Linked DNA regions of Callithrix jacchus: region 1 is linked to region 2. A link is a contact called in public Hi-C data. All regions are on one chromosome and are shown on one strand. The core of a region is the stretch at or near the end of the contact, and the rest is flanking DNA. Distances in the headings are between cores, read along the strand shown. Region 1 holds the start of NFIL3 (nuclear factor, interleukin 3 regulated). Region 2 has its middle 250 kb from the start of AUH.

The links. A called contact is a pair of places that touch in the nucleus more often than the background predicts.
Region 1: a Hi-C map of induced pluripotent stem cells shows a contact between it and region 2, with 2.2 times the contacts expected there. The contact joins the promoter of NFIL3 here to the enhancer-like site in region 2. A contact is called at or near these places in 2 of 3 Hi-C or Micro-C datasets (induced pluripotent stem cells and skeletal muscle).

What each region holds. Positions count from the first base shown.
Region 1 is chr1:74,269,050-74,275,516 of calJac240_pri, reverse strand. NFIL3 (nuclear factor, interleukin 3 regulated) reads right to left here and starts at 4,786. Exons shown (of 2, transcript XM_002742704.6): 1 at 4,597-4,786. AUH (AU RNA binding methylglutaconyl-CoA hydratase) reads right to left here and starts at 5,517. Exons shown (of 10, transcript XM_078365598.1): 1 at 5,271-5,517.
Region 2 is chr1:74,020,492-74,027,767 of calJac240_pri, reverse strand. No RefSeq gene overlaps it. Among named protein-coding and RNA genes, the nearest start is that of AUH, 250 kb to the left of the region's middle. Within about 2 kb of position 4,682, at least 2 of the 16 cell types and tissues checked have an H3K27ac peak or open chromatin away from gene starts, as enhancers often do.

The sequences.
Region 1 (6,467 bases), core at 3,537-6,036, 250 kb before region 2:
CAACTGTCTTTCGACATTCTCATACAAGTCCAACCTGGATAGAAATCAACTCAAATATAATTTAGAAAAATAACAGGATATCAAACAATGTGTTAAACCCTGTGAAATACAGGCATACCTTACAAAAACAAGAAATGAATATTAAAGGAAATTTCAATTACATTGTTTCTGTTATATTTTGAATTGAATCCCAAGTGTGCTCTCATTCCTCAATACAAATTAAAAATAAACAACTTTAACAGCATCAATGCCATCTGGATTACAATGGAAATCATGAAGTATATGAGCTTAACTTGGGTAAAAATAAAACCTAGGCAACATGACTGCACCTTTTCCATTCCATGCTGCAATCGCATTTACATCTCAAAATTCACTTTAATGACCAAGGCAAGGTCAACTAGAAAAATCCACTCAGCTGGTGAGTCAGGCACATTGCTCAACGCCCAAAAGGCCTCTCACAAAGGGCCTTCATTTTCAGGCTATTGCATCACAGTGATGTTATAACTGCACTGCACAAAGATAAGCCTTTAACACAGAAAAGGAAATTGTTTCAACTTTGTTGAGGTGCAAATTTCCCCATCTAGTTTTCAGGCTCTGCGACCTGGCTTGCTAATTCAGTTCTCCGAGTTTCCACTTCCTCATCTATGAAACGTGGGTGATAACAGAGGCCCTCAACACTGTGCCTGGCACAAGCAGAGTAAGTGTTTAGTAAATACTAACTGTTAATCTCTTTTCTGAAGAAAGATCAGTATCAAAAGGCCACGATGCCTATCGGTTCCAGGCTGCTCATGACTCTTACTGAAGCACTGATCTATGTTGCAAGTGCCAAATGAAATTTTCTTCTGTTAGTCGAAAGGGTCAAATATCAACAGTTTCACAGGACTGGCCTTAATTTTCAGGCTACATACACCCCCTACAAGACAGTTGATCTGTGGGGTCTCACCGTCTACTGCTGATCTCAGACCACAAAGTTTTAGACACAGAAATCATCTAGGCTACAGAAGATTAGTCACAGAATGTGTAAGGGAATTGGAAAAGGCTGAACTATTAATATTTGGCACTTCTCACTTCATTCCTGCTACTATAATCGAGTCATCTTTCTATTCCTTCAAACAGCTCCCCAAAACATTAACCCAATGATTTGGGAAGTTTGAGTTTCTGCAATCCTGTCAGGAATTCCCCTCAAACTGAAATCAACATTGAACACAATGGCAAAGTTTTCAGAAAAAAAAAATTATTAGAACAAAGAAAGTATCTCAAGAAAGATATGGACTTAATTGCAACATTAATCCTTACTTTTACTGCAGAGATTTACACAGAGAAAAATGAAGGTAAATACTGACACACACACATAAAGATTCTGGTTCCTGGTCCATTACACAGGAAACATTTATTGAACTCCTTACAACCAACTAGTTCAACAGGTTTTATTCCCTCAGTTTACCCTGGAGAGTGACAGAAATCAGGACAGTGGAGGAAAATAAGCTGGGGCCTGGGACCCAGGGCTCTTGTGAGCCTAGGGCCTGCGCTCTTAGGATCTGTACCTCACCAAAGCCTATTCTCTAACTACTGAAAGCCTATAACTAGGGAAACTGATTAGGGATAAGGTGTAGGATATGATCCCATAGAAGCCAAGTTTTTGGTCAGTTTTCAACAAAGAGCAGATTGCGTTGACATGCTTCAGGAAAACATCTGTGATGTCTCCATGAATTCACTGTGAATTACTGCATGTGTACAATCTTGAAAGTCTTTATGCCAGGATGAACGACTGTAGTTTTACATTAGGACAGCAGCGTCTATTTGGGCGTTTTGATTTTATTTTGAACTCTGGAGATCAGTGTTCTCTCTACTTTAGCCTTTGACCACATAAATTAAAGGTAAAAAAAACATCGGCTCAACTGGCCAAAGTCAAGCTGAGGCCTTCCTTTTAATCACTATCAATACTGGAGCGCCCCCTCCACCAATTTTTGTGGTCGGTGGACCTTTGGAGGTTTCCTTAAGGTCTTTTTCACTTCCATAACGGAGACACGCTTGGCTCAAAAATACAATGAAGACTCCTGGAACAAAGGTGTCTGCAGGTTTCAGAACCTCACCGCAAAACAGGCGCGGAGTCAAGGCCCCTAGATTTGCCCCATATGAGAGAGGGCCGCCGAGACACAGGCGCTCCGGGTCGCCCGGGCTGCCCCTTTCCTCTCCGTGCGAGTGCCGGGATCCCCGGCTCCCTGACTCCCCGGCTCCCGCGGCCCGGGCGAACCCAGAGTGCACCCGCACGCCGGCCCCGGCCGGTCCCTAGCGCCCGGGCTCCACGGGCCGCGCCCCCACGCGGCGCCTCTCAGAGACCCTCCTCCCTCCGGGTGGGCGGCGCAGCGGGGCCTCGGCGCCGGGAGGACCCCCTGCGCCAGAACAAAGGAATGTGGGGAGGGGGCAGGGAGGAGGAGCGCAGGCCACCGAGCAGCCCCAGTCCAACTACCGCCTGGAGGCGCTTCTCGGTCCCGACCCGAGGTTCCTGCCCGCCACTACCAGACCCGCCCCCAGCCCTGGCTTCCCGCAGACCCCACCGGTCCGCAGGAGGGAGCGGCGCACTGGGGGCCGCACGGACGCGCCACTGGAAGGTCGCGATCGAAAGGTGGCGCCACGCGGTCCCTACAGGCCCGGGACTCCCACCCGAGCTTGCAAAGTAGGTCGGGGTCCGAAGCTGGGGACCTAGAGCAACTAGCTACTTACAAAGCGACTGCAATTATTTGGAGTAAGATACTCTGTCCCAGAGATGTCCACCCACCCCCCACCCCCAAAAAAACCCTGCACTTAATTTAAATGTTTCGTTAGGGGGGGAAATCTGTTCATATACATACATTAATTACCTATATTCACACATCACTATGTAACAGTCCAGGAAGAAATTTAATATTTGGGCAAATTACATATTCATACATCTTCACATGAGTAAAACTAGGGTATCCAGACAGAAACACAATCTACTAACCTATATCTGTTTCCCATAGGTCATATCTGTTCTGAGGGTAAATAAATACTTCTGACCTCATTTACTGTTGTTATTTACAAAAGCCAAGAACAGAAGATGACACTTGGCCATTCCCTGCTGTTCTCAGAGAACGGCAGTTTCCTAAAGTGTCCTTTAAAAACATAAATGGGAGCCAGCATCCAGCAAATCACCGGGCGCTGCGAAATGCCTTCCTAAAAATACAATCTTATCAAAGGTCTCCGAAGGCGTGGAGTTAAAACTACAGCAAATGGCCTTGAACTTGTATTTGCACACAGCCCTAGAGAAAACACCAGAAATAGCACTGCGAGGCCACAATTGTTAAAATGTGATAGGGCTAAATTTAGAAGAACGCGCGTTTCATTTAGGGCAAAAGACACACATTCGGCAGCATGAGCAAACTCCATGCTTACCCGGTTGTCTACTTTTCTGTTCAAAATATCCTTAAGGAAAAAAAAAACTGTTATAGTGACATTCTTAAAGGCTGAGACTGTCCTACTTTCTTTGTAGCAAGATTATAAAATCACGTAATTAGCTCCCTCTCTCTATGCTCACTGCCAGCAAATTCAGCAGTTACATAATGCAACATTTCCAGGAAACTATTATGTGATCTGTCTTGTCGTGTTTGAAAAAGCGATGACAATAAGGTGAGAAAAGGGGCTGATCGAATGGAATGCATTAAAATTAGGAAGGTGGGGAGGTAAACGTCACAATGGTTCGTCCTAGATTTAAAAATAACAGCTGAGAACACTGAAAGGGCGAACCCCAGTAGTACCCAAGATCAGAATTCAACCCGAGGAATTCTTGCTTTTAGGTTTTGTAGTATCGTTTGAAACCCGTTTATTTGGGACGTAATACAGACGTAAATAACGATCTAATAACGCTGCGCCTCAATTATCAAATCATTCCACACATACGAGCATATTCCCACATCAGCCCGCAATCCTTGCCAACATTTCACCGTGGGCAGATTATGCAATGTATGAAAGGACAAATCCCACAACCTTCCCGAGGGCTTGTAAAACAAGCTGACGACAAACAGGGTGGAAAACGTCTGTGCAGACACAGCCCCTGACACAAACAAACGCCGCGCAGGCATTCTCCGAATGCCGTCACCGTTCACGCTACCAACCCTTTTCCTCACCAAGCAAATCAAGACTATTCCCCATTCCTCAACCCACTCCTCTCCCCGCCTCTATGCCGCCGGCCCCAGAGAAGGAAGGAGAAAGGAAAGACACTAGAGAGGAAAGAGCATCTTCCCGCTCGGGGAGGGCTTAGCCTTCCTGGCGCTCTTCTCCACCAAAACATCAATTTTCCTGAAATCAGGAGACATTATGCAACAGCAGCCAGGACTACGTGCCGGCGCGAGGGCGCTGCAATCAAAGCAGCCACCTTAAGGTGGCGAGTCCCATCCTGACAGGGCAGCAAAAGTTTATGTAATGAATGCCCCGCGCGCACTCCCCGCCGCTGGCTAGCGCAGCGTACAGCCCGACACGGCACACAGCGCGGCCAGCACCCGGCGCCCACCCGCCCGCCCGCAGCGCGCCCGGGGAGCGGTCGCCGGGCCCCCGGCCGGCGGTGGGCGGAGCGCTTACCGTGTTCCTGCTCTCGGGCCGGCGAGGAGAAAGAAAGGGACGGCCGGGAGCCGGGCCGGCGGCGCTCGGGGCTCGGGCCGGGCCGGGCCTCCGAGGCCGCGGCGGGAGGCGGGCGGCGGCGAGGGCGCGGCGCGGGAGGCTGGCGGGCGCGCCTGGTCCGCGGGCGCCGTGGCCGCGCCGAGAGATGTGTGTTAGTAGGTCAGTTCCGAGCGCCGCGCTACGTCGCCGCCCGCCCGCCCCGCGTGACTGGCGGCCGCGGCCCCAATCGCCGAGCCGGCACCCGCCCCCGGACCGCCGCCAATGGCCACGGCGGCAGGGGCGGGCCGGGGCGGGCTTTCCGCGGCCCCGCCCCTGCGTCCCCGCCCTCCGCTCCCCACCGCGGCGGCGCCACTACCAGCTCGCGTTCCTTCCCGGTGGCGGCCACCACTGTCCGAGCGCCCGCGAAGGCCGGCGCCCCATGCCCCGCGTAACGACGATTGCGCAATGGCCCGCGTGGCCCGCACGACCGAAGCGAGGCTGCAGAGGAGCACCGGAGCCCACAGCCTCCCCGCCCCGTCCGCTCTTAGCTTCCTTCATCCTTCAGAGTCGCCGCGGTGGCTCTGCGCACCCCGCGACCCGCACTCGCTCGCAGAGACGCTTTTTGTCTTCCCGAGAGCCACGGCCGGCCCGGTTACCTGTTGCCGACCGAGCACCGCGGGCTGCGGCTACCCGGGCGTGGCGGAGACCTCGGCCTCCCCTTCCCCGCACACTCCCGAGAGGAGCCCTCTGCCTTGTGATGGGCAGGAGGGAAGGCGGGGGGTGGCGGCTGGCAAGCTGCCAACGCTCGGGGCGCGCTGCGGCGGGGAATGGGTTGGCCCGTCGAGGCAGCTGCGCAGGGCTGCGCAGCGGAGGCAGCGATTAAAGTGCCCCGGCACCTCTCTTGAGAGCCGCGACGGCCCGGAGCCGGGAGGAAAAGCTCCACGCGCAAACACCGCCCCCTGCACAATTAGGGCGAAGATGACGGCTGCAAAGTTGTTGCGTAACAGGCCTGAAAAACGAGGCTAGTCGAGGTCCATCTGCCCCCCCCCACCCCCCCTCCCCCACCACGCGGGTGCGGCGTTCCTGGGAGGATGTGAAGGTCGGCGCTTCGGTGCGCCGGGCTGGGACGCCCACTGGCGTTGGGTGCTGGGGCTTGAGATGACCGCGCGGGATCTCTTCTTGTGATCTTGAGCTAATAGATGTTTAGTGTAATTTCGGCCTCTAACTGGATGCGGTCGTCTTCTCTTCCAAAAATTCCCGGGCTACTGAAGAGATGTAAAAAAAAAAAAAAAATGGGAAAAAGAGCACCTAGCTGCGACTTCTTAAGTCTAGCACTGGGCTAGACCGTCGAGGCACGCAGCACACTGCCTGCGTCGATAAATGGATGGTGGGGTAGTGCTGGCCTTGGCGAAGGGAGCCCTGTTCCCGACAGTGACTCACAGGCTTGCCCAAATACGGAGTGTGGCAGGTGGGCAGGACCTCCTCCAGCCACCTCCCTCCTGCGCCGCTTGAACTACTTGGGGGCTGGGACGAGTGCCTCCACGACTCTCCACTTCTTTTTCTCCCTTTCTTTTTAAAAAATCAAACACCAAAGTAAAGAGAAGAGCAGAGTGAACGCCCAGGTACCATCCCTAGTGTCCACCATGAGCAGCAGATCTACTCCCTAAGCTTGTCTCTTCTACCTTTCCGATTCTCACACAGTTAATATAAGCACCCGAGTCATATTTTTAAAATATTTATTACCTATCAGTTGGGTTTTTGGAAAGCCTCCCAGGGCAATGCTGTGGTTTTGAACTCACTCTTGTTCGTAACTTATCTGGTAGTACATCTCTACTGACAAGGCTGCGAAAACT
Region 2 (7,276 bases), core at 3,433-5,932:
AAATTTTTTTGTTCTTTCAGAAAATGTTTAGAATAAAATTGCTGATTTCTCTCAAAATTCCCATTGGGGTTACAGTAAATGTAAAGTGACTCCATGACCCAGTCATTTAGAGTATTCAGTAACTAAATTGCAAATAATCTCTGGGTCTTATATCAGAAAGACTGAAAATCTCAGGGAAACATCAGCCCTGGATACTTAATAAAGCAAGACAGAGACCTTCCACTTCACACATAACAAGTTCATTATAAAGTTCTGCCCCAAAATGCCATTCTTTGTCAGTGATTTTTTTTCCTATCCCACCACACTACTCTAGCTATCATAGTAAATTCTGTCATTCCCACTTTTGCACTATAGGGTAGGGTTATAAACTCCCAAAAATATGTACTATGCTAACTTGGGCCTTTAGTCTAGTTTTTGTCCCCTAACTTTTTGAATGGGAGGTCTTTAGGCTGATCGTTGCCAGGGATGTCCTTGCTGATAAGGAATCTATAAAGTCTGACTTCAGCTGACTCTCTTCCTGAAGAAAGCAGACCAATGTTTTAAAAATTGAGCAAACTGGAGTTTCCTGATTGTAGTACATGTCTGTGTTTGTTTTCTACTGGTTATATAAATATGGTAAATCACTCGACAGAGAATTATACTGCCTTTCCTGGGATCCCAGGAGGAATGTTTTCTTTTCACTTGCCTTTTCTGCAAAAACGTGACAGCAGGAAGAAGGAGGTGGTGATATTAAAACAAGTGGTTACGACTGCAAGTCGCAGGAGAAACATTTTTGGACAGATGTCAGAATGAAGAATTTCAGTCTGGAGAGTAATTTTTATGTAAGAGAATATGATGTAAGTCACAGTGAAATTGGGAAAAAGAAGTATTTAAGGAAAACTGTGACTTTTAAAGTCAGTAAAAAGCAATAAAGGTTTTTTAAGGAACATCTTATTGCAAAGATTGCAGTGGTGTTGACTGAGTCCCTCCCCTTCCTCTCTGGGCCCCACATTCTATTTAGGTGTGTGGAGAATCCTGGGAGCCTGTGCACAGGTGCTGTGTAACACCTGGCCTGAGAAATGTTTCATTTCACATTGATATGTAACATGGCCCGGCTTTACAATGTCAAATTCCACTTATTTTTGTTTAAAGATAAAATGTAAACATGCCCAGAGAAGTTCTCTTTTTTCCCTTATTGGAAACAGATGAAAGGACTTGATGGCTAGGGGGAGGCAAGGGAGGCATCTTTAGTGATTCAATTATATAGATGCAGCGACAATAGGCTTTTCTCTAGAGTACATTGTGTGCACAGGCATTTACTTAGTCGTGAATGAATTTAATTAAATGGGACTGCCTGAGCTCCCAAAGTTTCAAGAGAAAATTTGTTGGCTCCTGTGCTTCAAAATTCTTTTGCAGTAACATTTTGGAAAAGCATTTTACTTATGTAGAATGTTATGGGCTGAGATGCATCTCCCACAACACCCCAAAATTCATATGTTGAAGTCCTCATCTCCAATACCTCCAACTGTGACTGTATGAGGAGAGGGTCTGCAGAGAGGTAATTAAGCCTCAGTGAGGTCATTAGGGTGGGCCCTAATCCCATATGACTGGTGTCCTTATAGGAAGAAATTGGGACACAGATTGGTAAAGAGGGACTACAATATGAAGACACAGAGAAGACAGCAGTCTAGAAGCCAAGGAGAGAGGCCCCGGAAGAAACCAGCCCTGCTAATAGCCTGATCGCAGACTTCCAGCCTCCGGGACTATAAGAAATTAGATTTCTGCCTTTCAGGGCGCTCAGCCTGTGGGCCCGTTACCGTGGCCCTGACGTGGTACTGTGTCTGGTTACACCATCTAGTGATGCAGCTGTGCAGCTTTTTAAATGGATTTAAGTTAAAAACAAAGACAAGGCAAAACAAAAATATAAAGCAAGTCATTTGGGTAACCTAAGATAAGACAGACTTGGGACATGGCAGTGGCATTTTTCCTGGACGTTTTCACACAGAACATTCTCTCCATACCCCATCTGATTCATTCTGACACAGGTATGGCCACATTATTTTTGTGTTTCAACCACTTTGATGACTCGTCCTTGGCTGAAGGTAAAGTCCACCTCCTTGCCCTCGTTCTCATCAAGGCCTTCTCATTCTCCCTGCCTCTTTCCCCAGGCTCCCCTTTTTGGATGCTGCATTCCAGACATATTCATCTTCTTTCAGGTCTTCCAACACCTTTCCTGCTTGCACCAAGGAGGAACCTTTGCCTGGGACAGCCCCAATCCTGCAGCAGATGCTTTCCACTTTCTGTCTGGATGACTTCTGCTCCTTTTCAGGAAACATGGTTCTAACTCCAGACTCCTGGTCTACCTCCTGTGCTTCCCTAGAACCCAAAAAGTTTCTTGGGCCAGCTGTTGCACAGCACCTGTGCACAGGTTCCTATGCACAGGATTTTCCACATACCTGAACAGAATGTGGGGCCAAGAGAAGAAAGGGAGGGACTTAGTCAACAGCACTGCAGTATTTGTGCAATGAGGATGTTGTTCCTCAAAAAAACCTCTGTCTAGGGAAGGCACCCTCTGTCACTAAATGTTCCCCTCTCTGTGCTTGTTTGATTGACTGTCCTCCTGTGAGGCTGCAAGCTCCAGAAGATACAGTCCCTGCATTTGTTTGCTGTATCCTCAGCATCTTGCACAGTTGCCGGGCTCATTATTAATTTCACACCTGCAAAATATTTGACAAACAATAAAACAATAGTCTACAAGTCTCTGCTTCCAGAAAAGCAAAGGAATAAAAGGTTTTAAACACTCTATCGTTTTACTGTCCCACTCTTGTGTTTTAACAAGTAATTTCTTCTCATACCCTAATAAGCATGAGGAGGGATCTCTGGAGGCATAGAAGTAGAAGGAAATGAGGTCGATTTATCCTTTGGGCTACCTTATAAAACTCATCTCAATTATTTTTCTTTTTTTTTTTGTTTTGTTTGTAGAAAGTGGTTTATTTAGAGAGAGAGAAACAGGAGAAAGAGAGAGAAAAGAAACAGCTAACTTTCACACTGAGTGAGAGAATCCAGAAAGATGGAATCCAGGAGAGGAAAGCAGCTTCCACACTGAGTGGAAGGGAATAGAGAGATGGAGTTTTTAGGAGGGGAAGACAGGCTTTCATGAAAGGAGTGTTCATGGAAGGGGACTCCAGAGGGAAAATCCAGGAGAGAGAAAGACGGCTTCCACGAAGGGAGTGTTCATGAAAGGCGCTCATCTCAAATTTTAATCCATCCACATGGACTGAGCACTTTCTAAGTCTGAACGGACTCATGGTTAACACAGTCCTTACCTCCAGTATGCTGCATAAAGGGGAGATGGTTTCTGCATTGTGTGTTCACATCTGGATAGGCTTTGGGGGAAGGGAGTGTTAAGCCACCTGTTCTGGAGAAGTGGTTGGAAGTCTGTTAGAGGCAGAATCTTCCAGATTCAAAGCATCCTGGATGAGTCATTCAATAAAAGGCTTTAAAGTTACCTCAACAATATCAGTTAGACTATTTAAGTCAGTCAATTATAAATAATCTGTGGTCTCATATAAAAATGGTTAAAAATCTTTTCAGCCCCAGATACTAAAGGACAATTTCATGGTCCCAGGCCTTTAATTTCAGACCTAATATGCCAATCGTATAGTTCTGCCTCAATATGTATTTTTTCATTGGGCAAATGAAGGCTTGTGGTTCTACTACAACAAAAATTAGTGTAATTAATTTCATAGTGTTTGTCTCATTCAGTGTTTTATTATGACCCCCAATAACTTCCCGCCAGCATGTGGGTTTAAGGAAAAGGGGACTCCAGCTCTTGGTAAATTTCTAAATTTACTAGAACTGATTCTTTCAGTTACGTGATGCCAAAAGACGGCGTGTTGGACATTAGCCTTCCTGGCAGCCAAACTGTAGTGAACCAGAAGTGCTGGGATAGGCAGCAGGGCACCCTCAGCCTTGTAGGAAGTGTCTGTTCTGGGTGTCCCCACCAGCCCCCTTGCCATGGAGCCCTACAGAATCCAGACTTAAAATCTGTTCACGCTGGCCTCGATGTAAAATACAACAGCTCACATTTCACACCTTGTGGGCTTATGTTTAGTTGGATCCCATTTCATCTAATATTTTTCCAGAGTTCGCTATTTAAGATGACACATAAATTATTTACAATATCAAAGACCCCTGCGACACCATTTCCCCCACCTTCCCTTGCAGAGCCACCCAATACATCACGTGGCTCCTCCAAGGCACCAGCACTCACGGGGCGAGGGGGAGGGGTCCCACTGCCTGCTGCCCCACTAGGGGTTGGGGACATCAGCGCCGTGGCCACAGCACGCAGTTCCCGGGGTCACGCCCTCCAAAACGAGGTGTCGGCATGTCGCAGGAGCAGCTGAAGACACGCACAGAGATCTCTGCTGTCTTCTCTCCTTCAGTGTCCCAGGTGGAGATGGGCTGGCTGTTCTCTTTCTTTAGGACAGTTCTACCCGAGGCCGTTTCCTCTTTGCGAAGAGTCTAATAACCGATGTTGGGAGATTACCGAGGTAACCGTGAGTCCTTTAGAGGCTCAGAGAGGGCTTCCGCCTCCGCGCTCCTTCCTCGGCTCCCCGCTCCCCGGGCAAGAGCAGGCCTGCGAGAAGCCCCCCACCTTTTCCCACTTTTCTCCCGGAGGTTAGCAGAGGCCCTGAATCGCGGTTAGAAGTTAAAACATGTGCAAGCACTTCTCTTCACATGAAATTATTCACAGATGAAGAAGCGGCCATAATGGAACCACCCATCTGTATTGTGAGAAAATACGCTCTCCCACCAGCCCAGGGCGCCGGGAGTCAACACAGGCGCTCCCAGGGCGCAGAGGAGCGGGCGCTGCCGGGACTCGAGCGCCATCTACAGCCCGTGGAGGCACCGCGCGGACCGCACAGGCAGGAAAAGGCTTTGGGCAGCCGGGCTGTCAAACTGCACTCCCTCGAGAGGGAGATCAGTGTAGACGGAGAGGAATTTCAATCCTTGTGCTAAATGTATATATAATTTTAGAAAATAAAATAAAATTTTATTTATAAATGTATAGGACAAATATATGTATTTATATAGAAATATGTGCTGTATATATATTAGGTCCATGTATATGTCAATGTGTGTGTATATATATGTGCGTTGTGTGTGTGTTCTTAAATATACTTAAATTAGAGAAGTATTTTAAATAGAATCTGTCCGATCTCCAGTGCTGCCACTGAATTTGTTTGACCTCTGGTGGTCACTAAACTCTGGGAACCCCAGTTCTCCACTTGTCCAAGGAAACTGGTCCCACTTATCCAGCATGGCTGTTGTAGTGATCGAGGGAGATAATGTACATAAAACGTTTACCCTAGAGTCTGAGACAGAGAATTATAACACTATTAAGAATATGATAACAACTATTTGGGTTCATTTACCTAGTTCTTTAACGAATATTTCCTAAACCAATATTTCTGTGTACCCAGACCTCGCTGGTTACTGGGGGATACAGCAGTGACCTGGAAAGACAAGAACCCTTCCCTGCTGGGGCTGCAAGCCCAAGTCATCTGACATTGAGAACAAATAAAACAGGCAAGGGAAAGTAGGAACTAGCGCATGTTTTAGAACCACGTGTGAGCATTCAACTACAAGTTAATGTAATATGCCCTGGGAAAGAGTTACTATAAACATTCTCATATCTCCTATCTGGATAAAACAAACCCGGTGGAATTGGTTGGAACATTCCAACCAACTTATGCATTAGCTAGGAAAGTGACTTTCAGAAATCATCTGTAAGTCAATGTATTAGTTTTCTATTGCTATATAACAATTACTGCAAATATTGTTGCTGCTTAAAACAACATGCATGTATCATATCGCAGCTTCTGGGGGTCAGAGTACAGGCACTGCTCAACTGGGCCTCTGTTCAGGGTCTCTCAGGCTGAAATCATGATGTCCGCAGGGTTTGGTTGTGAAAGCTCACTGGGGGCGGGTGGTGAACAAAGTTTGTGTCATTGCGTGTCTGGGACTGACTCATGGCAACTTGCTTTTTCAAAGCCAGCCAGGGAGAAAGGGACCAGAGCACGTGAGCGGGCAGCAGAGTCTAATCTAATATACCCTCACCACCAGAGTGACGGCCCATCACCTTTAAGCAAGCCACACTACAGTCTAAGGTAGGGGTGGGTCACACAAAGGCGTGAACATCCAGATGTGGGGACCCCAGGGGAGGTCACCTAAGGTTCTGCCCACCACAGACACTGTCACAACTAATTCCCAAAACATATCAAATAGAAAAAGGAAAAAATGATGATTTCTCAAGTACATCTTATTTCACACAATAGAACTAATCCAAGATATGCCCTGCCCCTCACCACAATGATTCCCTCATGTAATATTTGAAGACTGAATTCATTACCCAACAATTCAGAAGCTTTGCAATGCTAAATTTTATGATGGGATGCCTCGTCAAGAAAAGCTAGGAAGTTCTAAAAGAAAAATAACAGGGCCAGGTGCGGTGGCTCATGCCTGTAATCCCAGCACTTTGGGAGGCTGAGGCAGGTGGATCATGAGGTCAAGAGATTGAGACCATCCTGTTCAACATGGTGAAACCCCATCTCTACTAAAAATACAAAAATTAGCCAGGAGTGGTGGCACAAGCCTGTAATCCCAGCTACTCGGGAGGCTGAGACAGGAGAATTGCTTGAACCCGGGAGGCGGAGGTTGTGGTGAGCCGAATCACGCCACTGCACTCCAGCCTGGCAACAAGAGTAAAACTCCATCTCAAAAAAAAAAAAAAAAAAAAAAAGAAAGAAAAAGAAAAGAAAAATAACAGGATGCACGATGAACTCTCTTAGGACTTGCAGGACTATGTCTCATGTATGAAGAGTAATCTCATTTTGTAGATAAATGGAAACTGCCTATCAATCAAATTATTTACTGAGTGGTTTCCTAGGAGGGTGACCCTCAAGAATCCCAGCTCCTCCTAAGATAATTCTCAGAAGTGAGAGAAAACAACACTGGTCATGCATCCTTCTGCATTCAGCTCTGCTACCCAGATGATAAGGTTAGTAGATTAGGACTCATCTATTGTGATACAAGAATGTAATTTCTCAACCTGATTTAATGTATCTGCACACATGACAGCATAAAGCATAAAATATTAAAAATAGAATATATTGGTTTTAAAGAAGCATTTGTGGTGTGTGTGTATGTGTGTGTGCGTGCCTGTGTGTGTTTATTTTGAGACAGAGTCTCACTCTGCCACCTGGGCTGGAATTCAGCACCATAATCTCAGTTT